2 separate regions of the Arachis hypogaea genome follow, and region 2 is linked to region 1. Evidence: chromatin contacts called from public Hi-C data. All regions are on one chromosome and are shown on one strand. The core of a region is the stretch at or near the end of the contact, and the rest is flanking DNA. Distances in the headings are between cores, read along the strand shown. Region 1 has its middle 8.4 kb from the start of LOC114924620. Region 2 holds the start of LOC112734157 (CDPK-related kinase 3).

Evidence for each region. A called contact is a pair of places that touch in the nucleus more often than the background predicts.
Region 2: a contact with region 1 is called in a Hi-C map of an unstated tissue, with 4 times the contacts expected there. The contact joins the promoter of LOC112734157 here to the enhancer-like site in region 1. A contact is called at or near these places in 3 of 8 Hi-C or Micro-C datasets (leaf and an unstated tissue).

The regions. Positions count from the first base shown.
Region 1 is chr2:4,976,476-4,982,282 of arahy.Tifrunner.gnm2.J5K5, forward strand. No RefSeq gene overlaps it. Among protein-coding and RNA genes, the nearest start is that of LOC114924620, 8.4 kb to the left of the region's middle. Within about 2 kb of position 1,761, at least 3 of the 3 cell types and tissues checked have open chromatin away from gene starts, as enhancers often do.
Region 2 is chr2:5,027,720-5,033,862 of arahy.Tifrunner.gnm2.J5K5, forward strand. It overlaps LOC112734157 (CDPK-related kinase 3), which reads right to left and starts at 2,748. Exons shown (of 11, transcript XM_025783380.3): 1 at 1,828-2,748; 2 at 932-1,062; 3 at 639-680; 4 at 441-549; 5 at 256-334. The coding sequence starts at 2,343.

The sequences.
Region 1 (5,807 bases), core at 511-3,010:
GATGCTAGAATGTTCGACTTGCATGTTAGTTTGTATAATGATGATGCTGATCTATTTGATGTGTATTTCTTTAATTTAATTGTGTTAATTATATACAAAAAGTGAGGTAACTATGGTAATTTAATATAACGAAATTCAATTTAATGATACAAAAATGGCTTTAAAATTGTAAATCACACCAAAATCTAGAAAAGGTATCAAAATATGTGTTTGTATATTGTATGTAAATGTTTTTTTTATTAAAATATATATTTGTTAAAAAATATGTTGAAAGCCGAGGGCCCAATTAAGGAGGGCAATCCATCTATCAAAGATCCCGTATCAGCTTTTTATTTTTTATTTTTTATTTTTTATTTTTTGATGTTTTTTATTTTTCATGTTTTTGCTGACAAACTTCTGTTATGTTCAATTCGACGTGGTTATGAAATTACAATCATATGTCACCCAACTCACTAGTGGACAATTTTGTTTTGCACTCCAACTGCCCTCCCTTTCAAAAAAATAAAATAAAAGGAAATAAAAAATAAATTAAATCAAAGTTGGGTTAAGACAATGATTCTCAGCTTATAAAGACAATTTTACTCTTCCAAGACCAAAAATATTATTTAAAAAAAAAGAAAAAGCTATATATTCATTCAATTACAAAAAGTCTAATTAAAGAATTTATACTTGCATTACGGAACAAAAATAGTATTTAATTAACACTAATTATCCAAATCAGATATTGAAAATTTTAAAATTAGACACTTTAATTCTATAAGATTTAAAATACACAAAATAATCTTCAATGTTTATTTTTCATAAATAATATAGTTTTTTTTTTTGTTAATCACTAACAGTAACTACATCTAATGTTTCTTAGAAAGATTTGGAATTCATTGATTGTAATGTTACATAAAATAAATTTGTAGTTAAAATTATTTGTGCTACTGAAATTAGTAATTGTACCAAAAAAAAAAATAACTTAAAAATATTTTTTTAAATTTATTTTAAAAAAATAAAAAATATTCGAAGGGACTGTTTTGAAATCTTTAAAATATTTTAAGAATTATTTTGAGATTTTTTAAACTCTTCGAACATTATTTTTTACTTCACTATTTTAAGAACTGAATTGTCTAACTCGAATATGTAGACACTTAATAATTATATGTACAAGTTAATATTTTACGTCAATAATCACTTAACAGAGATAAACTGTATTATCTAACAGTCATAAATATTAAAAATTATTTTATATATTTTGAAACTTGAAGAATTAAAGTGTCTAATTTTAAAAATTTTAAATACTTACTTCTTAAAAAATATTAAAATCTCAAGTAATATTTAATCCAGCCGCAACAAATAATATAAAACCTACAAAACGGATGGAGATTATTAATTAAATAAAAAATTGATTTATTTTTTTATTTTTTATTATATTTTTTATTTTGATAAATTAAAAACTAATTCATTATAAATTTAAGTTTTGTCGCTCACTAATAATCTACATACAAAAGATAGAATCCAAACGTGTGACATTTACTTCAGCGGGCTAACCACTAAATTATACTCGTTGATGATAAATTTTTTTGTTTGGAGGTTTTGATGGAGTTGCAATTAACTAGATTATTTTTTTATTTTGGAATTTAAAAAATATGCTGCTCATTGTATCACTGAATCATAGCCCAACTTGGTTGGTCCAGTCTTTATATCAATAGCCCAACCCAACTAATCAAAGTTTCAATGTATCACACTTGCATTCTACTCTAATTTCGGTGTAAAAGTAAAACTGTAAATGGAGCAGAATATCGGGTCCGGTCGGGCTCTGGGTTGGGCTGGTTCCTCAAGCCTATACCTATGACAAAAAACAAAAAAAATTAGGAATGTTTATTGCTTTATCGAAAGAGAAATAGATTTTTTAATTTTTTTTCACTCTCAATTGATTTTGTTGATTTTGTAAAATGTGATTTTAATTTACATTATATAAGACTCTTTTTTTTTTCAGGCTTTTTGATTTTGATATTGAATTTATAATAATATTTTTTAATAATATATGAAATTTGGTATGTCTTTTTATATGAAGATCACAAATTTAATCATCTGATTTGTGAAGTTTAATTTTTTTTTTAAAATACAAAACTTATCATTCGATTTGTGAAGTAATACAAAATCTATCCTCTAATTTGTGGATTTTAACTGTTTAAAATTTTTAAAACACAAAATCGACTCTCCAATTTGTGGTTTTCATAATAAAAAATAACACACTAATAATTTTTATATAAAAAAGCCTTTTTTTTCACAATTTTTTATTTGATCTTAGTTAAGTTTTGAATAGTGTGAGATAACATTTTACAATATTAATTGAGAAAAAAATTTAAATAATTTATTTCCGTACGAAAATGGTTTCTCGGCGAATATCTATTACATTTGAAAAGGCGAATATCTATTACATTTGAAAAGCTTTTTTAATGAAGAAATTTCTGTCGACAATAAATACCTTGAGGCTTGAGTAATACCAAAAAATAAAAGAGAAAAAAAGTTGCACACACAGAAAATAAATAAATTGAATATCTCAATCAAGAAAGATGTTAAGTCATCCAATAATCAAGAAATCATTCATGAGATGTTAATTCTCATCTTGCGTATATGATGATTTTAGAATGTTAGTTTCAACTAACTAATAAAAAACAAAAATATTCACTATATATTTTTATACAGATATATTTTTAATATGTATTCTGTCTTTTAATATATATTTTATACTAGTGGTCAAATATAATAGTTGATTTTAGTGTATACCTAATTTAATTGAATAAAAAAAATTTAAATGCAAGTTTAATTTACAAAAACGTCAAATTTAATTTTAATATCCATGTATGTATGTATGAGTTGTGATATCTCATCAAGATTTTGTTTACTTATACTAATTAATTCCCAGTTTCATTCAAATTAAACACCAAATTGCGTAACTCAATTACAAATTAAGCAATGAACACTTCACTGGACACCTATTGGCATTGACATCAAAGCTTAATTAAAAAGTGTGACACATAAACCTTTCCTCACTTCTAGTCCAAACCAATCTATTTTCATTTGTATCCATCTTTATATTAATTGCCCAACCCAGATTTTAGAATAATCCGATACATCTGAAAGATTATTTAGACAAGTTAAAACTGTTTTTCTGACAAACTAAACATAATTTTTTGAATTGTTATTACATTACAATTTGAGAAATTACAAAATGTACACCAACAAAATATTAGATATAAAAGGACAGTTTTAACTTGTATAAAAAATTTCTAAAATGTATTAAACTATTTTGAAATCTCTTAATTGTATTTTTGTTTTTTAATACTCTTATCTATTTATTCTTATAACAATAAAATGAAATAAAAGAGATATATAAACCATTCAAGCAATATTGCGTCTCTCTTCACAAAACCTTTTTTATTTACAAGAAAATATAAAAAATTAATTTTTAATTAATATAATCAACACTAACTAATTTTAAAGTTTATAATTAGGAAGTAAAATAAAAAAATTATGATTTAAAATTTAAAATTTAAAATAAATAAAATAATTATCTAATATTAGCTGAAAATATTAATTTTCTAACATTATTTATTTTTTAGGCATGCATTAACAATATTATTATATAATTGTGACTATGGCTCAGCATATACCACTTGTATAGACAAATAGTAGGTCATAGAGTCCAAGTCATACATTTTATATAATTAAATAACCGACTTAATCCATTTTTTCTTTCTTTCTTTTTTCTTTTCTTCATTATAGATTATTCCATCTCACCTCATCTTCTTTATGGTGATGACACCTCTATGACTGTGCCGCCATTGATAGCTAGGTTAAGTTTAATTTGTAGGGTTGATTTTGGTTGCCATCAATTAGATACAAAATAAAATATCTTCCAAAATATCCACTATATATATATATATATATATATATATATATATATATATATATATATATTATTATTTATATACCATAATTAAAATACTTATATCTAAAAACCTAGCTAACACAAATTTTTAGGGTATTGTCCTTAGCTTCTATATCTTAGCTTTGTTTCAAATGTTAGGAAGTGAAGAAAAAAAATTGGATCATCATTATCAAAGGAAGAAAGTTATGAATAACAAAGATGCAATAATTCCAAAAGGGTATTTGCCAATCAAAGTAGGGCATGGTGAGGAACAAGAGAAGATTGTTATGCCTGTGATGTATCTCAATCATCCATTGTTTTCTCAGCTTCTTAAGGAGGCAGAAGATGAGTATGGTTTTGATCAACAAGGAACCATAATCATCCCTTGTCATTTGAAGGAGTTTAGGTACATTCAAGAACTTATTGATAGGGATAATAATAATAATAATAATAATAATAATAGTAATAATAATAAATCCCTTCAACACCATCACCACAACCATTTTAGTGGTTGTTTCAAAGGATCATCATCTCAACAAGATCAAGTATAGTTTTATAGAACATCTTTTTGTTCTTATCTTGTTTTGTATACTTATCTAAATTATTCTCTAAGTAATGTTAAATGATTAGTAAATATTGTTATTACACTCATATTTATAGAGAATTTGTACATAAAAAATATAAACTAAATTTTATATATATAAATCAATATAATTTATATTTATATTTTTTTAAATTTATATACATAAATTAATAACATTTATTTATTAAAAATAATTTAATATTTATATTGATTAAATAATAAAAAATACTAAAAATTATTGGCCCAAAAATTTTTCTTATTCTCTTTTATGGTTAGATTAGGTGTGAAGCTTGGTTAATTGACGATATATCAGTATACGCTGTACAACAATAAATAATAGTTACATATATACTACAATAAAAATTATTTTTAGTGCTAATAACATAATGTTGTTATATATTTTTTGTTATATTTATATGTTTATTGCTATTACTATATGTTATAATAGTAATTATATATATACTTTTTATCGTTATTAAAATAATTTTTACTGGCATACAATTCTATAATTATGGCTGAAGCGCAACAAAATATAAAACGAGACTAATGTCTAATTACTAATAAACATATTAATGATTATTTTTATTGTTGCTAAAAATAAAAAAATGATCACTAAAAATAATTTCTTTAGTAGTGATAACACAATGAATCTTTAGTCTGTGTATATTTTTTATTTTTGTGATATATTCTAAAGTAAAAAATTTCGTTAAAATATCCAATATTAATATATAATTACCCTCATGGATATATATATATATATATATATATATATATATATATATATATATATATATTTATATATTTATATATGTATGTTGTATATATGTAGGTATATTTTTATTCTTCATCATGTACATATGCATATAGTGATAAAGCATATGGTTCAATTAATAAGAATTGCAAATGGTGAGTAGCGATCACAAGAAGTTTCTTGCTTGCAACTTTTTTCTTTTTTTTTTTGTCTTAATTTGTATATTTTTATGATAAGTACCGTTTCAAGATCAAAATAAAAACAGTAAACAGATATATAGAAAATTAATATTTAATTAGTTAATATTAATTAATTTTTATTATAAAATTATTTTTAATTCTTATTTTTAAAAAATTTTTAATTAAAATTTAAAATTTAAAATTTAAAATAAAACAATAAAATTAGTTGATTTTAACAGGAAAAAATTGACTCCTTAATTAAATTTAAACATATAAATAAAATCAAAATATATAACTAATGTAGTTATTCATACATACTAAATGACATCAGTTATAATCTTGATGATTAAGTTACATGATTAAGTTATAAGC
Region 2 (6,143 bases), core at 1,498-3,997, 52 kb after region 1:
GCACTTTATTTGTGACACGGTTTCTATCACACTTGGATATTGTAATCCAAGCATGGGTGACTTCTGGTTATTAGTCTTTGACAAATTTTTAAATGCATTTAATGCACATCACAACAGGAACATTATGCAAATGTAATCAGCATCAATGAAATAGTGCATTTAGTAGCAAGTTGCCTATCTAACATAATAATGGAATAAGAGATTGCTTCGCAAGTAAAAGGAAGAAAAAGAATTGAGAATCACTATAATTGTTACCTGTCCGGATGAAATCCGATAAACCGAAATCGATAAGCTTCATATCAGCATCTTCACTTTTTGAAGTAAAGAGGAAATTCTGTAACATCAATCCCATAGAAACAATCAACCACCATATTTCACATTCTTATTTTAACAACATGATAATAAGAGAACTTGATGGGATTAAGATTCGAAGCACGAACCTCCGGTTTTAGGTCACGGTGCACGACGCCCTGAAGATGACAAAAAGCAACTACGCTTAGAATCTGCAAAACTATAGCTTTGGCATCCTCCTCCGGATACTTTCCTCCCCTAATTGAAATTTACATCATTCAATAAAATCGAAAGATAGATCATATCAGCTTGAAAGTTGCAGCAAACATAACTAATAGAAATCTAACCTTGACAAAATCCTGTCAAGAAGCTCCCCGCCTTCACACAATCTAAGACCAAAAGAAAAAAAAAAAAAAAAACAAAATTTAGAAAGGCCATTTATTATAATGCTACAACTAGAAGACGCGTAATTGCATATTCGAAGAATTTAACTATAACTTGACAATTATCATGTTGTTGATCTCATTAGAACCTTATAATGGTGAAAAGGCCTAGAAGCAAAGCATTCACTTCTCTATTTCTAACTTGAAACACCAAATACTTACTACAGATAATAATTAAAATAAGATAAACAACATACTCCATTACTATGTACACATTGTTGGCATCCTCAAAAGCATCATGAAATTTGATCAGATGCTTATGGCCAGATAGAGCTTTTAAGATCTTCACCTCTCTCCGAACATCTTCTATTGCTATCGCCGTCGTCATCTGCCAGAGAAAGCTTATTAAGACTACAGGAGTTGCCAACTATGCATTTTGCAAAAGAAGGGAAAAAATATGGATAATGTAACATGGTAACCGCCAATAATAATTTCACTCGGGCATGTGAAGGCCTAGAAGATATAATAACGAAAAAGTGAAAAACCGAAATACTCTTACCACAGGACAGGGAGTTAAAAAACTTGAAGAAACTTCTTCAAGTGAAGAGAAAACAGCACATCATTCTAGGATCATATTTGCTCAGTTCGCACCATGACAAATCGACATACCTCAAAATTCATCCATGGAGTTTAATTTTCAAGTACAGAACAACAAATTTCAGAACTTCAGACAATTTCATAATCATTTCGCAGTTCAGACAAACGAACAACGAATAACTACTATAGAAATGAGAATGGATGAACAATACACAACTGTAACAGCCTAACGATCTCACGGATGGCCGGCAATGAATCTAGTAAAGACTAAATTAAGGGCCAGCAAATATAAACCAAAATTGTCAACTAAAAATGCCATCATATTCTTCATAAGAGGCCAGAGCAATCAGAGTGCCAACTAGCTGAAACAATGTGGTGCCTCATTCCAACAATTCTTAGCATTTTTAACATCTTCCATACAAATTAGCACAAGCCAACACAGAACATTGATTGATTAATAATTCAAACATATAATCTAATCTATGCTAACACAACTAAATATAAACATTTAGATTCAAATTAAAATCGTACCATGTAATTGCAATTGCAATTGTACCTTAGACTTGGAAATGATTTTAACTGCTACAGCTTGGTCCTTGAATTCACCTTTCTTACACCTTGCATAACAAGTATGACCAAAATGCCCTTTCCCAATTTCCTTCCCAATCTCATACTTTGCACCAAAATTCTTTCCATATCCAAACCTCTTATCCAGCACCTCCTCCTCTTCCTCCGCCGCCGCCACTCCCTCCTCCGGTATAGTCCCCTCCTTTGCCCTCGCCGCCACCGCGCCTCGCCCCAGTCGCTTCGCCAACGACGCACGAATATGCTTCGCGGGAGACGGAGGTGGAAAAGGCCGCCGGAAAATCCTCCTCGGCGTCGCTGTCCTAGCCGGAGACGGTGTCACGCCACCTCCGTGAGGGTAAGGGCTCCGCCACGGCGACAATAAAGCTCTCGCCGGAGTGTTCTTCACCGAGGGCGTGACTGACGGCGGAGGAAGGTCGTCGGAGCTGGGAATCGCGGCGGCGTCAGTTTCCGGCGAGGGATTAGTCTTGCCGTAGCACTGCCCCATGATTGGTGAAAAGTTTGCGTAATTTTGAAGTTTTTTCCACCGGCGGTGTATGTGATCAGAGTAAAGGAGTCAAAGTCAGCACATCGGAGGGTTGAAGAGCGTTCTCGGTGGATCAGAAAGATCTGAACGGCGGATCTGGTCGGAGGAAAGAATGAAAGCGCGGGAATTAGTTTTTGGCAGGTGAGGTAGAGAGAGAAAGTAAAGAATGTTAGTTTTTTTTTCAAGAGAGAGAGTGTGAGTGGCGACAGAGACAGAGGCCGAGAAAAGAGAAGAGACCAAGGAAGGTCTGTTGTTGAGTGTGTTTGAGGCTTTTGAACAGAGTGAGTTGTGAGTGTGACATAATACTATTTTCTTTTAAAGGGTGGTTGTAGACTAAAGTGTGTAGGGACATATAATTTTGAGGGCAAATGACTAAAATCAAACATGTGAGTTTTAAATTTATGGAAATATCACTTTTGCATATTGTATATGTAATACATTTTTTTATTAAATTATATAAATTGTGAGAGGAGTTTCACAAATTTTAAATGTATATAAACCGTTATATTCTTTTAGTGATTTATATTAATATACAAAATGACTAGAAACTACAATAGGAATCTCACATTTTCTGTGTATGTGTTTTTTGTTTTTGGTTGAATATTTTTACGATCTGAACCATTAACTTTAGTGTAATTTTCACTAGCTTCATTATACTTGTTTTTTACCATATTTTCTCCAATTATAACCATCTTTCGAGAGGCAGAGCAAGGAGGCAAAGGATTAGGATCGACAAGGGTAACATTGTTCTAAAATTTAAAAGAAGAATAAGAAGCATTATTGAAATTCTTTTGATCAAGTGGCAGAGAATTTAGCCAATGAAATAAATCAGTAGTTAGAAAAAATATAACCTAAAAAAAATAACATCCCAGATTCTAAAAAAATTGATCTTTTGATAAAATTGAAACAGCTTAATCAAAAGAATCATTGAAAAAATTAACAAAAAATATAAAAAGAAGAAAAAAGCGGAATAACTTAGAATTGGAGAGCATAGGAGAACTAAGCAATGTAGTAGGACTAATGCTAGAGGTATAATGATGCATGGTGATGCAAAGTAAAAAGATAGAGATGGAGAAACAAAAATAGTCGTGATTTATGCACATTTCACATCTATACAACAACTGCGAGATCCTCAACTGCGGTTTCAAGTCATTTTGTATATATGTGGGACGCCTCTTACAATTTATATAATTTAATAAAAATTGTATTTACGTATACAATATGCAAAAGTTATATTTCGATAAATTTAATACCTAAATAATTTATTTTAATAATTATTTTAGTCTTTAAAATTTAAAATTTATTATATTAATTCTCAAAATCTAATTTTTAACATTATATTAATCTATAGACACTTTTTAACACTAAAGTGGCAAAATGGAATATCGAACATGCTCTAGTTTATCATGCTAACATAAGACTAAATATCATTTTATTTTAGTGTTTAAATAAAGCAAAAATAAAAAAAATGAAAAATTTTTTATATAATATACTAATTGTTTTATTTATTTTATTTTTAAAATAATTTTTTTATTTTATTTAAGTGTAAAATGAAACAAAGATCTTTAATTATGTATTTAATATGACAAATCAAAGATAGGTCAATATCCTATTTACTGGCTTAATACCGAAAAGAATCCAGTGATCAATACCGTGTTTGGAGCTGAATTTTTAGATTTAAAGAATTAAAATAATAAAAGTCGTGAGTGTATGGTGCATACGTGGAATGCTACTGTGGGTCCCAAAGAGTGGCTTTCGTTTATGGAGAATCAATGGTTTCCATGGGAATGGGCTGGGATTGACTTTTGAATTTTGATCAAGGCCGTTGGTTTGTTTCTTTGTCTCTTTCTCTTTCTGTTTCTGGACTATGATGATGTATTAAAAAACTAAAAATATTATATATATATATATATATATTAAAATTAATATTATATATTTATATATAAATATATAAGTTATTATTTTTCATGTGTGAAAGAAAGAGATGTATAACAAAAAGCTATGAAAAGAGGTGTATTTCACATTGGTATGAGATATACAAATCGGATGCACCTATTTGTTTGTGTTATTTTTTTTTAAAACAAACAATCACAAATCGGCCCTCCGATTTGTGATTTCGAAAATAAAAAAATTAATATTAAAATCAGACTGTTCAATTTTTATTTTAAAAAATAAAATAAAAAATAAAAAATACAAATTAAACTCTTTAATTTATAGTTTATTTTCTTTTTTAAATAAATTGGACCGTCCGATTTGAATAAAACATCATAAAAAAACACTTAATCTTCCAATAACAATGTATTATACATATATTTAATTAATATAAAAAAATTAGTCTAAATATATATATTATTTAATTTATTTTTAATATATATTTTATATAGTAATTAATTTTAATATATATTTAATATAATTATTATCATAATTAGGTCGTTAATCAAAATAATGACATGACAATTTCATGTTAATGTATGTGTCACTGAAATGAGAATTATGAGATGCATGGATATAACCACTAAAATGGTGGACTAGTGCGAGTAGTTATTAGTTTCTTTCTTTCTCTTTTGTTTCTGGTAAAAAGTATTTATAATCTGACTTGACTTAATTTCTTCGAGACTAAAACTTTTGGGATAGATTTGGGATATATAGATAAGAGTAAAATTCACAATTTGGTTGATTAAATTTTACATATTAGTCAAACTAATTTTTTTGTTGTTTATGATATTTTTTGTTTTCACAGTTCAAAAATAAATTCGTTGTAAATTTAAATTTTATTTAAAGATTTATTATTAACTAATAAATTACTTTCATAAAGTGAGATAATAAAAATGAATTTTTGAAAGATCAAAATGTGAATTTACTTTATTTGTCTCCTTTACACTTCATTTGGATAGATGATAGAAAGAAAAAAAATATATATATATAATAAGTTATTTTATATATTGTTGGATAAAGAAAAAATAAATAAAAAATAGAAAGAATTATTTTTGTTTAGATAAAAAAATAAAAAAAATTATAACAAAAAATATTACATTAATATCTTTAAGTTTTTTTTATTAATCAAAAAAATAAATTAGTCATTTTATTCTTATTTATATATTTTTTATTTTTCTCTCATCTTTGAAAAAAAATTAGTGGGTATCAATTTTTTTTCTTTCACCCTATTTTTCTTTTTCATTTAAATAACAAAAAACTCACATTTTTTTTCTTTCTTTTCATATTCTCTCCATCTAAATAATGCGTTAAAAGTCGGTTTGACCTAGTAACTTTGAGATGGATACAAGTTCTAAAATATTGTACAATAGAGAAGGTTTCCATAGTAGACTGAGTTTGCCATATTTGGCTTTGTCATAACACCTGGATACATGGTTGGAGATGGATGGACGGTGGTATTAGAGGGATAATGATATCTTCTCATCTATAATAATATTAATTTACTACATATATGATATATGGTATGATATCATCATTATACAATTATAATTCATTATTGATTATCAATTAAGAGGAGATAAGAACAACAGATACATGAGTAATTAATAGAATAAATATTTAGAGTGGTTCTTTAAATTTATCATTTTTATTATTTACATTTAAAATTTATTATAATAATTTTTGAGATTCAGCTCTATATATACTATATTAATTTTTAAATTCTTTTCTAAAATTGAGTTACCAACAAAGTACTAAACTGATTCTAACTTGTCTAATTAGATATATAGTTAAATAGTATAATTTTATTTTGGCACTTAAATAAAATA